2 separate regions of the Sus scrofa genome follow, and region 1 is linked to region 2. The links are chromatin contacts, called in public HiChIP or PLAC-seq maps. All regions are on one chromosome and are shown on one strand. The core of a region is the stretch at or near the end of the contact, and the rest is flanking DNA. Distances in the headings are between cores, read along the strand shown. Region 1 holds the start of CLTC (clathrin heavy chain). Region 2 holds the start of DHX40 (probable ATP-dependent RNA helicase DHX40).

The links. HiChIP or PLAC-seq counts read pairs in DNA pulled down with a chosen protein or histone mark.
Region 1: a contact with region 2 is called in an H3K27ac HiChIP or PLAC-seq map of alveolar macrophages. The contact joins the promoter of CLTC here to the promoter of DHX40 in region 2. A contact is called at or near these places in 2 of 47 Hi-C or Micro-C datasets (liver and skeletal muscle) and 2 of 2 datasets of contacts at active chromatin or transcription factors (alveolar macrophages and skeletal muscle).

Annotation. Positions count from the first base shown.
Region 1 is chr12:35,845,276-35,852,345 of Sscrofa11.1, forward strand. It overlaps CLTC (clathrin heavy chain), which reads left to right and starts at 4,106. Exons shown (of 32, transcript NM_001146127.1): 1 at 4,106-4,147. The coding sequence starts at 4,106.
Region 2 is chr12:35,777,028-35,783,358 of Sscrofa11.1, forward strand. DHX40 (probable ATP-dependent RNA helicase DHX40) reads left to right here and starts at 4,527. Exons shown (of 18, transcript XM_005668994.3): 1 at 4,527-4,677; 2 at 5,572-5,739. The coding sequence starts at 4,626.

The DNA of each region.
Region 1 (7,070 bases), core at 2,856-5,355, 68 kb after region 2:
GCCATAGCCACAGCAATGTCAGAACCGAGACTCGTCTGTGACCTATACCACAGCTCATGGCAATGCTGGATCCTTGACCCACTCAGCCTGGTCAGGGATTGATACTAGTCACGTTCATTTCCGCTGAGCCACTATGGGAACTCCCTCTTGGAGCAAGCAGTTCTTGACCTATGCCTAAGTTATCATTTCCACTTCAACCATGTTAGTCTTTTTCTCTCACTCATCTTCCTTTTCTGAGCGCTTACTCTCTTGGTCCCTGTCTTGTGTTTCTTTGAGCCTGACTGCAATCTAGCCTTCTGTGATGTTTCAGGAATATACTGATCTTTTTTAGGATAAGCATGTGTCTTAGATACTTCTATTTTCTTGCCATCGGTACTCAAGTTGTTGGCACCAGTTCGACATTGTCCTGACTCAACTGCATTTTTTTTTGCTTTTTTAGGACCACACCTGAGGCACCCAGAAGTTCCCAGGCTAGGGATCGAATTGGAGCTGCATCTGCCAGTCCACCCCACAGCCACAGCAATCTGGTATTGCCAGATCCTTAACCCACTGAGTGAGGCCAGGGATGGAACCTGCATCCTTATGGATACTAGTTGGGTTTGTTACCACTGAGCCACAACAGGAACTCCCTGACTCACTTTATTAATTGGAGGCAAAATGGTTGGCAAAAGATAAACTGTTTTATGACAAGATGTGGGACAAGCTTTGAACTATTCATTGGTTTCAGGAGGATGAACTTCATCATTTGTACTCAGCAGCTCCACCTTGACTTCTGAAGTTGAAGAAACACCTGGTTCCTTTTGATGGTCTTCAACAATTTCCTCATTAACTGGAACCAATGTAAGAATCACACTTTCCTCCTCCAATGCCACTTCAAAATAATTCTTCTCATGATTTGGGTATGCCACTTTGAAGAACTCTCAGAGAAAGGCAAAGCTGGCAATGTTAAGGATACCTGCAATTTAATCCTCTAAACCTCATGCTGTTTTTAAAAGGTCAAGTTAAAAGGCAGGGGCCTTAAATCCTGAGTTGCTTAAAGACGAAAAATTTCAGAGAAATCCTACAGTGAAAAGTTTTTCTGATGTGTCATTCCCACTGTAAGATACACACACACACACACACACACACACACACACGTAGCATAGTTCCTGGCATAAAATATAAAATTAGAGACACAATAAGGTTTTCTTGTATAGGTTTTGACAAACTGGTATGCCTCAAAATAGCAGATGAGCAATGCCATTTTTGCTAATAGCACCTGCTGTGACTCAGAAAAAGGACCTACTATTGAATATCCTGCAAAAAATATCTTCAAAGAATTTGACCATTTATCTTAACATGGTTACCTTACTAAAACATTTTCTGAAACCAAAAGCTGGGATGATAATACATTTATAGCAATAGTCTTATTAAAGACTGTCATAGTTAACCTAATGCATCAAAACAAATGCTGGGTTTCTCCTATCTTCTCTAACTTAAGGTAGTGCCTGAAAACAAAGCCATTCAGTAACTGCTCAGGTAACTGTTAACAGTGACTCAGCCTTTGTGGCTTCTAAATTAAGGATTGACAACCTTTGTCCTGACTCTATACCATTAGCAAGAACAGTATACTGACATAAAAAACTCTCATTACCTCAGCCAAAATTATTGATCTTTAAAAGTAATAGGTTTGGGTTTTGCTTTTTATTTAATGTTTTTGATTTGGACCACTTTTTCTTTTGAAAACCTTTTGATTTATCGTCTTGAAGGACACAGTATTCGAAATGAGCGGGCGTATTAAATCTATTTTTCTTCTCTCTAAATGATTTCTGAAAACAATGCATTTATTAGATTTCTGTGTGTGATGACACAGCAGTCACTTTAACAGAATCTCAGTGCACTTTTGCTTAGCTATTCCACACTAAATACTCAAGCTAAAATCAATTACTTTGGGGAATTCTAAATTATTTAACATTACGGTCTGTTTGAAAATGCAAGTTATTATTAAAAATTTAATAAAAATTAATAAAAATTTTAGTAACTGGTTCATGACATAGCTCTTGTATTCCAGTTATTAATAAAAATTTTGGTAATTGGTTCACGACATAGCTCTTGTATTCCAGATTCTGAAACTGGAAATATAACTTGATTAAACTATTGCTTTTACTGTAATAAAACACCTTTAGATATTTAATTTAGAATTTGTCTACTTCCAAAAAAGATTCAAAGCAGCTACTACTAAACTGGTATCAGAAAGTAATTTCAAATGTTGCAGAATACAAAACATCTTCAAGTATGTGGCTTAACAAAACACAATGAAATTTTGCCAAGCATAAATAGTCACTCTGACGACATGGTGGCAAAGCTTTTCTTTGCAGAACAGTCTGCTGCCTTACCGGCCAAAGATTCTTCTCTCATCCTCAGTATGTGAGATATACTTTGGGAAAAACATTTAAAGCAATTTAAATGATTAAGCAAATTTCTTTAAGCAAAACTGCTTAACACACAAAATTATTGTATACCTAATAGGGTTTTATATTTAACTGAAAAGGACACTAATTAATGTGTACTTGAATTTTTCAAGATCTTTCTGGAAAAACAATCACATCTCTTACAAGATGAAAAGTACAAAATTCACTTTATTGTATTTGGGCTATTATGCAATATTACAGCTTATACTTTAGCAATAAAGTACTGGGAAGTTTATTAATCGATAATGAATACCTTAGATACCTTAATGCTGTTAGAAGACGCGGTGCTCCCCCTTTGAAGCTCTTGCATCCCCAAACTGCTAATTTACAGTGTTCAGGTGGTCCCAGGGAAATAGACCAGTAATAGTTAATCCCTTTCTCCAAGCGTGTACATTAACCACACCGAGGTTTTTACATACTATCTTTAAGAAATCTTTGAGGCTCATTACTAGACATGACTTTAAAAAACCCTCCTACTACAATTTTAGTCCAATTCTTAAGTGTATTCATGACACTACAATTCTTCAACACGATTTATTACGAAGCTAGACCCATATACACGTCCGCCAAAATGTCCGCAGAAACGTTAAGAAAGGCTATCACAAGGCCAGCTTGAGATACTCATAAATGACTTTCACTGTCCTGTGAACCAACTGTTTAATATCCGAAGAGACTACTAGTTCTAGTTAGAACCCAAGCGTCAGCTTTTGCAAACGGCAGAAGGGCGTGCACAAGTGCAGAGAGGGTTTTTAAACCCCATTTCATACCCTCCTCCCTGGGAAGTAACAAACCACCCACCACATGAAACTAGGCGGGGGAGGAGCGCCGCAGCCGGCTGCCAGGAGCGCTCTGCAGGGAGGCGGTTTCCCTGAGTCACGGAGAGGGCGGGAGGCTGGGCCCATCTGCCCACGCCACGTCTTCTTCGTAAGGGGACTCGGTTTAAATAGGTAAGGCCCACAGGGGAAGGGACCAGCACCGCCGTTCCTCAAGGCGGCCCAACAGCCACCTCATTCCCAGGAGACGCCGCACTTCCCTAAAATTCGCGCTGCATTCTAGCAGTAAGCAGCCGACCTTTCCCGACCAGCATCACGTGCACCCGGAAGTACGTGGGTGGGACCTAAAGCGCCCACGGAAATGACGTTAGTCGCCCCTAGTCGCATGATGTGGCAAAATGCAAAAAAAAAGGGGAGGGTGGAGGGAAAGCAGGCGGCCGGGGAAAGTGATGAGGCTAAAAAAGTAGTCCCTTCGAGTCCTCTATTTACCACCGTGTCGTAGCAGTAAGTGAGGCTTTTAGCGCACTGCGCCCCAAATTCCTGCGCCTCCGCTGTATCGCGGCACTCCGTGGAGGGGTACATAAGGCGGAGGGGGTGAGGCAACTTGGGCGGAGTTCTGTCGCCAGGATCCCTCCGCAGGGCTCAGCCGTTTCCGGAGTCTGCGCTGCGCCCGGTTCCGCCATTGCGGCTCTCCCGGACCCTGGAGCCTCCGCCCCCGACCTGAGCTCTTTCGTCTGCCTGCCAGTTTCCTGCGTCCCCGGAGACTATCCTGCCGAGCCCAGCCTTCCCCCTCCCCCTTCTCCTCCTCTCCCTTGGAGAGCCTGGGCAGCCACTGCCCCGCAGCCCCAGTGACAGGAGGAGACCATACCCCCCGACAGCGCCATGGCCCAGATTCTGCCAATTCGTTTTCAGGAGCATCTTCAGGTGCGGTGGGGCCCTGGCTGGTGAAGGCTATGTAGAGAGGGCGGTAGGAAGGAAGAAGTTGGAGTCTGAGCCCAAGCAAAAAGGGTAGAATGGGGGGGTGGTAATCGGTTCCTGGGGTAGATGGAGAATGGGGGCACTATTTGGAAAGCTTAAAGGGTTAAATGATGTGGGGGCTTGGATGGAAAGGACGCGAGTCTGGGTACATAGGGGAGCGAGGCCAGGCCTGGATTTGAAGGCTTTTTCATCTTCGCTTCCTGGATGACAAGAACTGCGCATACTAACCTTTCCACCCCCCGGTTTTATCCAGTTCATTCATTTGGGTAGGTTGGGGGCGGGGGAAGGGTTCTCCCGCGTTTCTTGTAGAGCAAGAATTCTTATCCCCTAGGCCAGTGCAGGACTGTCACCTCCCATTGCTCTCTCTCTTACCATTTCCCCTTCGTGTCTGCACCCTGGAGTTGTGGCGCGGGTGGGTTGGGGAGGAGCAGCCTTTTTTCTTCCTCCCTCTGCGGCTCTCAACAGGAAAGGCACCTTCCCTGGGGTGGGGTGGGGGGGGGGGACGGCGGTGGCATGTCTCTCGCCTTCCCTGAGGCTGTAGGAACAGAGAAGGTCACTGAAGGAAAAGGAGGATAGAATGGGGGAACATATTTCTCAGGGCGGTGTCAGTCGCAGAGTGTGTGGGATCAAGTTTTCTAGGAGAACTCGGCTTTTCTCCCCTTTTTTGATTTCTCTGGGAATGGTGTGGCTTTTATTCCCTCTTTGCTTCTAGAAGGGAGAAAAAGAGTTGTCCAGAGGTTATCTTGGGGTCTGCTGGTCCAGCGGGTAGTTGGCTTGCCCTGAGTATCTCCCTCAGGATTGCATGGAATTGAATGAGCCCTGGAGATAGAGCACACCTGCCCGGAGATATGCAAGGTTATTTGGTCTGCCGTTGGCTTCCTTTAGTAGCTTCTAGAGTTCTTCCCCATGGTGCATTATCCTGTAGGCAACAGACTGTCTTATCTGGCAACATGCCCGTGGCGGGCCCAGGCAGGTGATCGTTGGAGGGCTTGACTGAATTAAGTCTCTTTTGAGCTTCCAATTTTCCTGGTTCTACTTTGGCTGAAATAATTTATCCATAAAATAGGCTTTCTTTCCAGTTACTTCCTTAAAGAGGCCTGCCTCAGTTCAGTCATTTGAAGGACTAATTTTGTAATGTTATTATTACAAAAGAGGTACCAGTGGAATGATGTGACACTAATACTAGTGACCTTTTGGACACTTTACTATTGAAGGCTATTTTATTTTCTACTTGCCATTGTTATACATAAAGGATTACTGTTAATAAAAAAGTTTAATATTCTGACTACCAACATAATAATTTTTTTACAGGTAACACTTGCATCACCAAGACTTCTTTTCCTTTAAGTCTTGAAATATAATCATCTCCTCAAAAAATGAGTTAAGGAATACACTTTATTCAGCTATCTTTGGTTATCAGATGTAGTAGAACACTATTTTACAAAAGGTTAAAAAACATTATGTGGAAAAATGGATACAGAAGTTGTTAATGCTCAATCCAAATTTTAGTTGCTGTGGTTTCTTCTCTTAAGGCGGGGGTGTAAGTGATTGTCAGGGGTTAGGAAAGTAATGTTTGAGGGGAAAACACAGCCTTGTCCTCAGACTAAAGTGCTTCTGGACTGTAATCTTCCTGCAGACAAGTTTGTAAAATCATACAGGAAAAAAAGCAGTTACGATTGTTTGTATTACAAAGCAGAGGTATAGCCCACCCACTAGTAAACCTTATTTCTTGACTAGTGGTGTTTTGAACAATAGTTTTTCATTTTTGTTAAAGAGGAGACAAGATTGTTGAATAATCCCAAAGATGGAACTCCAACCTTGTCACTAATTGAAGACAGATTTAATACGGGTCTAATTTCTAAGTGGTTCAGTGTTTTTGCAAATACTTAAGTGAAGCCATTTCCTTCTCAAATAATTTGAAGAATGTAAAGTAACCTCGCAAATGTATTTGAAGAATTTAGTCATTCATTTTTTTGAGCAATATATATGCCATGCTTAAGCATGCTAAGGTGACTGTATACTCCAGCTGATAATGATTGATTGCACAGGGCCCTAATCACCAACCTCTTCCAGGATAACGCCTGACTTCTCATTAGTGTCCCTTCCCTTTATAAAAATTAATAAGGATTATTTTAATTGGCATCTTAGGTTTTTGACTTCTGACTGCCTGCCAGTTTGCTAGGAGCAGAATACTTTCTGAAACACTTAGGATAAAAATTGGAAATTGGAATTGAGGAATTTGAGTGTAGAGTTAGCCTGTGAAAGCTTCACAAGGTGAACTGTTGGCCAGATAAAGCATCCATCAAGGCTCAGAACTGCATCAAGTGACTATTAAATAGTTGTGAAAGTTTTTTTCTTTTTGGGGATGTTTACGCTAATGGCAGTGAACAGATGAATGCCTGTTGAGCAAGATTTTGCTAGAATGCAGGTTCTGAAAAAAAATCCTAGGCTATGTATAATGTTGCCTGCAATTCTCATTTTTTGGTTCAGGTATTTTTATGCCGATTGATACATTCTGCTGTATTCCCAGGTTTCTTGAGTCTGCAATTAAAAATCTCCCTACCCTGTGATTTTCCCTTTGACTTGTAAATACAGACGTGGACTGTGTTGTGAATTCAATGGTAGGGGTCCTTGCTATGGTTATTTTGATTTGCAGAGAGAAAACAATGCTAAATATTACTGGGATATGTTGTATGCTTAACTGTACTATCTGGAAGAGATGTACTGCCTGGAATTATGCTGCAGTCTACTCTAGGAATAGCTTCTAAATTAAGATGTATCAGATTTTTCAGAATTTTCCTAATGGTCAGTTTACTCAGCCTAAAGGGGTGTGGCTAATTCTAGTGAATGTACTTCTTTTCACTTTGTT
Region 2 (6,331 bases), core at 3,277-5,776:
ATGCCACACATTCATGTAAGATTATACGCATGTGTGTAAAGTATCAATTTCATCGACAATGACTAAAAGTGTCTCAATTTTTATTAACCTCTCAGTTAAACAGTATTATTGATGAATGATTAAATGACTGCTTGGTAAATGGCCTTGTGATACTTACTCAAATTTTTTTTTTTTCTTTTTGCCATTTCTAGGGCCGAACCCAGGGCATGTGGAAGTTCCGAGGCTAGGGGGTCTAATCGAGCTACAGCTGCCAGGCTACACCACAGCCACAGCCATGCCAGATCAGAGCCACATCCACGACCTACACCACAGCTCACAGCAACACCAGATCCTTAACCCACTGAGCAAGGCCAGGGATTGAACCCGCAACCTCATGGTTCCTAGTCGGATTCTTTAACCACTGTGCCACAACGAGAACTCCCTCAGATCTTAATATCTGGACACTGAAAAGGGGGAAGGGCGGGAGAGGGGCGGCAGGGAGGGAGAGAAGAAAATATGATGATGATGTTTTTTACTTTCGCACTAAAATGTGGGTACTTTTTTTTTTGGCCTTTTTAGGGCGGCACCCACAGCATGTGGAGGTTCCCAGACTAGGGGTCAAATTGGAGCTGTAGCTGCTGGCCTACACCACAGTCACTGGATCCTTAACCCACTGAGCAAGGCTAGGGATTGAACTCGTATCATCATGGATATTAGTCGGATTTATGAACCACTGAGCCATGATGGGAACTCCCAAGGCGGCTTCTTCTATAAGTTCTATGATATGCTCATCTATTTTCTTCCAAATGTCTAAATCGATAACATCCTACAGGCACATTAATAGAATATGTAATAGTGGCATGGGGTCCACTACCTCACTCATATTGTTTCTGTCTAACTTTACCTGGTTTAGGGATTGAGCTTCTTCTTCATGCTTCCATTCCTTCCAGAATTTACAAGCTCCCCTCTCTCTTTCCAGGCCTACGTTCATTTCCTCTGACCCACAACGGGAGCTCCAAGGGGGCTCATCTTCTTGAATTCCTTCCACTAGAACTTTCTAATGAAAGCCCTCTCACTCTGAGGGCTTTTTATTCCTCCAATCTGTTTTCCCTTTCTCATTACAGTCTCCCTTCCATCTGCCATCTCTAGGCTTAGTCTTTCCTGTCTGAGAGAGGTAATAACTAGTTCTTCAAGAATGCACAGAAGGCTCTGATCTTGGCCTTTTTGCTCTGGTGAGGGCTGGGGAGGAAGAAAGACCCTTCATTTACAAGTAAGAGAAATAAAGCAGGGAAATACAGAGGACCAGTCAGATTCATGTTTTGTGATACAATTCTGACACAAATGAAGATTTATTATACCTACTTTGACTAAAAGTTTGTTCTCTCTCCTCCAGGCCTGCATCCATTCTCAAAATTTGAAATTGCTTTTTCTCCCTCATCAGTACCTCTATTTCAATTCTCCTAAACACATGTTCTAATTGTACCCCAATAATTCCACTGACTGTGAATCATCACACAAACACTGTAGCAGCAGCATCTTTTTCAGGCTATTCTCTTCTCTCCTTTCATTTACCTTAGCTGATTCTAATTAGACATCTCCCAATGCCTTACATACATTTTCAGTTTGCTAATTCTCTTCCCACCCACTTACAATCTGGCTCCTTTCTGCTTCTCTTTACCAAAACAACTATTGTTTTAGTGAAATTCATGGATTAAAAAAAAATTCATGTACTTTGACACCATTGCTCACTCTCTTTTCTTGACTTACTGTTATAATTAGCTCTTTACATATTGCCATTTATCTGGTGTTTTTGACTTTCTGGATTTTATTGTACTAATATCTTTGAGAACTTTCCTTTCTGCTCCAGTTATTTCATTAAAATTTTAAAATTTTATTAAAATTTCATTAAAATTCTATACTCTCCTTTCTTTTCTGAAGAAGAGTTAAAAATTCTACTCCATTTTGGTAAATCTTTAATATTGAGACTCCTTCCTGTTTTCGGATGCTCAGAAGCAGGTTGCTTTGATTCAGTAACATTTTGAAAGACTGATTATGAGCAATAGCAGTAGGGTGCAAGGTATACTTCTCTTACTTCTTTGCATATCATTTCTTTCAGGTTTTCCTTGTGACCCAAAGATAACATGAAATAGATTCAATGTTGCTGGGAACACTGACTTTTCTTCTCAGATCCAACTCATGTACTTTCCATTTTCATCCTATGTTTGTATCTTGTTTGCCACTGTAGTTTGTAAACTCACTAGGCAGGAAATAATTGTTGATCTTTCAATATGCAATAGCCCTGAGCATATTAATGGCAACATATTTTAAATGTCCTCGTTTTGTTTTGTTTTGTTTTGTCTTTTTACCATTTCTAGGGCCGCTCCTGCGGCATATGGAGGTTCACAGGCTAGAGGTCTAATCGGAGCTGTAGCCACCGGCCTTCACCAGAGCCACAGCAACTCGGGATCCGAGCTGCATCTGCAACCTACACCACAGCTCACAGCAATGCCGGATCCTTAACCCACTGAACGAGGCCAGGGATTGAACCCACAACCTCATGGTTCCTAGTCGGATTCGTTAGCCACTAAGCCACAACAGGAACTCCTAAATTTCCTTGATTTTTAAAATCAACATTTGAGTTTTTCACTTTTACTTTTCTTTATTCTTGGCTTGCAGGTTTTATTCTGGATACTCTCACTAGGTGGTTCTCACATGAGAACAGAGTCATTCTCTAATAGCTGATTTACAAACATTGGAAGAAAATGTATTAGCCACCAAGATTTAGAGAATTCCATCTCCCATTATAGTATAATGGTTATTTTCTTTCTTTTCCTTTTTTTTTTTTTTTTTAGGGCTGCACCTGCAGCATATGGAAGTTCCCAAGCTAGGGGTCAAATCGAATTGGAGCTGCCATTTCTGGCCTACACCACAGCCAGAGCAACTCGGGATTGAAGCCAGGTCTGCAAACTACACCACAGCTCACAGCAACACTGGATCCTTAACCCACTGAGTGAGCCAAGGGATGGAACCTACACTCTCCCAGAGACAACGTCCTTAACCTACTATACTGAGCCACAACTCGTGATTTGAATATTTTGAATTTCTAACAGAATCTGGGAGGTTGGGAGATTCTCTTAAAGGATGAGAAAAATCTGGGATGTCCTTCTCTTACCAGATTTATTCTTGTAGCTCCCAGGCTTTGGCGATATAAATTTGTTAGAAAGTTGTTCTCACTCAAAATATGACAAACTTGCATTTTCAGAGATGTTAACCCGTCCCCTCTAAAAGGAGTTGGTATTCACAAATTTTTAATGAGCACAGAAAAATCTTGGGGTCCAATGACATCATCTGAAGGTTGGTCAGATAGGAGAGTAGTAGCCTTTAGTTAATGCACAGTGACAGCTTGCATTGTTTTCTTCAGCTGTAAGTGTTGGTTCATTTTTTTTTTTTTTATCCTTTTTACAGCTGCACCTTCGGCATATGGAAGTTCCCAGGTCCAATCAGAGCTGCATCTATGCCAGCCTACACCACAGCAACAGCAACGCTAGATCCACAGCCACAAAAACACCAGGTCTGCAGCTCACCACAACGCAGTATCCTTACATAACCCAGATCTCACTGAGAGAGGCCAGGAATGGAACCCGCCTCCAGTTCGGGTTTGCTACTGCTGAGCCACAATGGGAACTCCAGTGTTGGTTAATTCTAACAGTAGGAATGGTTGAAAAGTCGGAAAACAACCTTCTTGCACAGATTTTGTTATTACGACTGACATCACTTAACAAAATTTTAAGGTTCTATGTCAGGAAGACTGCTCCCCAAATTGCCTTTCTGAAAAAGTCACCCCACCCTTGATTGTTGTATATCTTTTAAACTTTTCAGCGCTTGTGGTTTCCAAGGAACCCACAGCCATTAAAAGTGAGCTTAACTCCTCTGCAGATCAATCATTCACTCATCCACCCAGCAAATTCAAAAACCAGCCCACTTCGAATCACTTTGCCAGGCTGAACGTTCCATGATTTTCTGAAGTTGCCGCGCTTGCATCTATTTGGGGAAAAGGGAAAGAAAATAAACATGGAAATAAATTAAAATGCAGGATCCTGCGAAGGGAATGTAGAGCGTATGCGACGTAAGTTTTGGATCCTATGGAACCAGAAGTTCGGCTCTGCAACTCGTGGGATGTATGCCTTAAACGGGTCAATTCAGGATACGCAAAGTGACAATATTATGGAACACCTCTAGTAAGGTTCCAGCTCCTGGCAAACGGTCACATAACGTTAGGTGTGTGAAGGTAGGCTAGGCTTGCAGGGACCACTGAGCAAAAAGGTGTCCCGTGCCCTTTTGCGCATAAGAAGAGAAACAGGAGGGAGCGCTTCCGGACCTCGGGGCTGGCTTTACAACACCCGCGCAGCGTACACCTTCAGGCAGCGGAGGACACTCCGGGGTGGACCGTCTGCTCGCAGCCGCGTGGCGCGGGTTGGGGAACTGCTCGCCCGCCGCGCGCCAAGTCAACGAACATCTGCCCCTCCCCTTGCTCGAGTCGCACGCGCGGAAGTAAACACCTCGACGTCATCAGGGCGCGTCTTCGCCTTTCCCCTCCCATCTCCTCAGATCGGTGGACGTGCTCACCTCCGCTTGGGGCCAGGTCTATGTCCCGGTTTCCCGCCGTCGCGGGCAGGGCGCCAAGGCGGCAGGAGGAAGGTGAGCGCTCAAGAGACCTTCAGGAAGAGCGGCCTTCGGCTGTTACCATCGCGGATAGAGGTGCGGTCCGCGGGACACTACGGAGGCCAGCGGGAGTTAGGGCATGGGGGGGTTTGGGAAAGATAAAAGTCTGCCTTAGGCAGGCAGAGAAGAGTAGGGTGGAGGTTGTAGCGTTTTTGTCGCCCTCCAAGCGGGAACCGAACTTTGCGTCCAGTGAGCACTTTGGTCTAGAGGGGGGCGGTCCCAGACGCAAGTTGGGTGAAAACCCTACTGGGGTACAAAAAAGTGAACCCCAGCGCAGAGACGCGTTCTGCTCTTAAATAGGCTCATAAAGCCTTTGTTCTCTACCCATTTCCCCCCCCCCCCGCCCCTTCGTCGGGCCGCCAGCCTGCCTTTGGGTACGGTATGAAGGGAGCCAGTTTCCAGGAGCCAGTTTCCATGGTTACCCACCACTTGGCCTTCTGGGATATCAGTCACTCTGAACAGGGACCTAACTTGAACCATGAATCAGAAGCAAACACAGGTGGCTTTTAATTCAGCTGAGAGTTTTTCTTCTGTGTTCCGGTTTTGGGTGTTTTGTTTAATAAAATTGGCTTTTGTGTTTCTGTATAGGTGTGTTTGCAAATACTTTGCCTTATACTAGGCTTACTCTGGCAGATACTTTGAGTCATGCATTAGCAAATGCTCAAGTTATTAGAGCTGACTATAAAGTTGCATTGGGCTTATAAAAACCCTTACTTGCAAATTGGATGTGAGTGATTTAACTGAGAAGTCATGGTTTGAGTCTTTCTAGCCCTGAAATTCTATTGTCGTTCTCTTTTCATTTCTGAGAAATTGAGTTAGTGATGTTTTTACAGGTCTTTTAATTTATAAACTTTTTTGTTGTTATTACAGAAGAGAAAGGATGCACATCACAGGAGGGAGGAACTACTCCAACTTTTCCTATTCAAAAACAAAGAAAAAAACTTATTCAGGCTGTGAGGGACAATTCATTCCTTATTGTTACTGGAAATACAGGAAGTGGTAAAACAACACAACTTCCAAAGTATCTATATGAAGCAGGTAATTTTATTCTGGGGTAATATTGGGAGTATTTAAAAAATATCCCCCACCCTTTTTTTTTTAAAGGGCCACACTGGTGGCATATGGAGGTTCCCAGATTAGGGGTCAAATTGGAGCGATAGCTGCTGGCCTACTCCACAGCCACAGCAACTAGGGATCCAAGATTCTTAACCCACTGAGCGATGCCAAGGATCGAACCTGCAGCCACATGGATACTAGTCAGATTCGTTTCCTTTGAGCCACAATGGGAACTCCAAAAATTTCCTATTCTTTTTTTCTTTTGGTCTTTTTGTCTTTTTTGGGCTACACCTTCAGTATATGGAGGTTCCCAGGCTAGGAGTTTAATCGGAGCGGTAGATGCCAGCCTACACCACAGCCACAGAAACGCCAGATCCGAGCCTCATCTGCAACCCACACCACAACCTGGATCCTTGACCCGCTGAGGGAGGCCAGGAAGTAAACCTCATCACTCCTAGTTGGATTCGTTTCCACTGCACCATGATGGGAACTCCCAAAAATATCCTTTTCTTAAAAGCTAATAGGGAGGGAGTTCCCGTCGTGGCTCGGTGGTTAACGAATCCAACTAGGAACC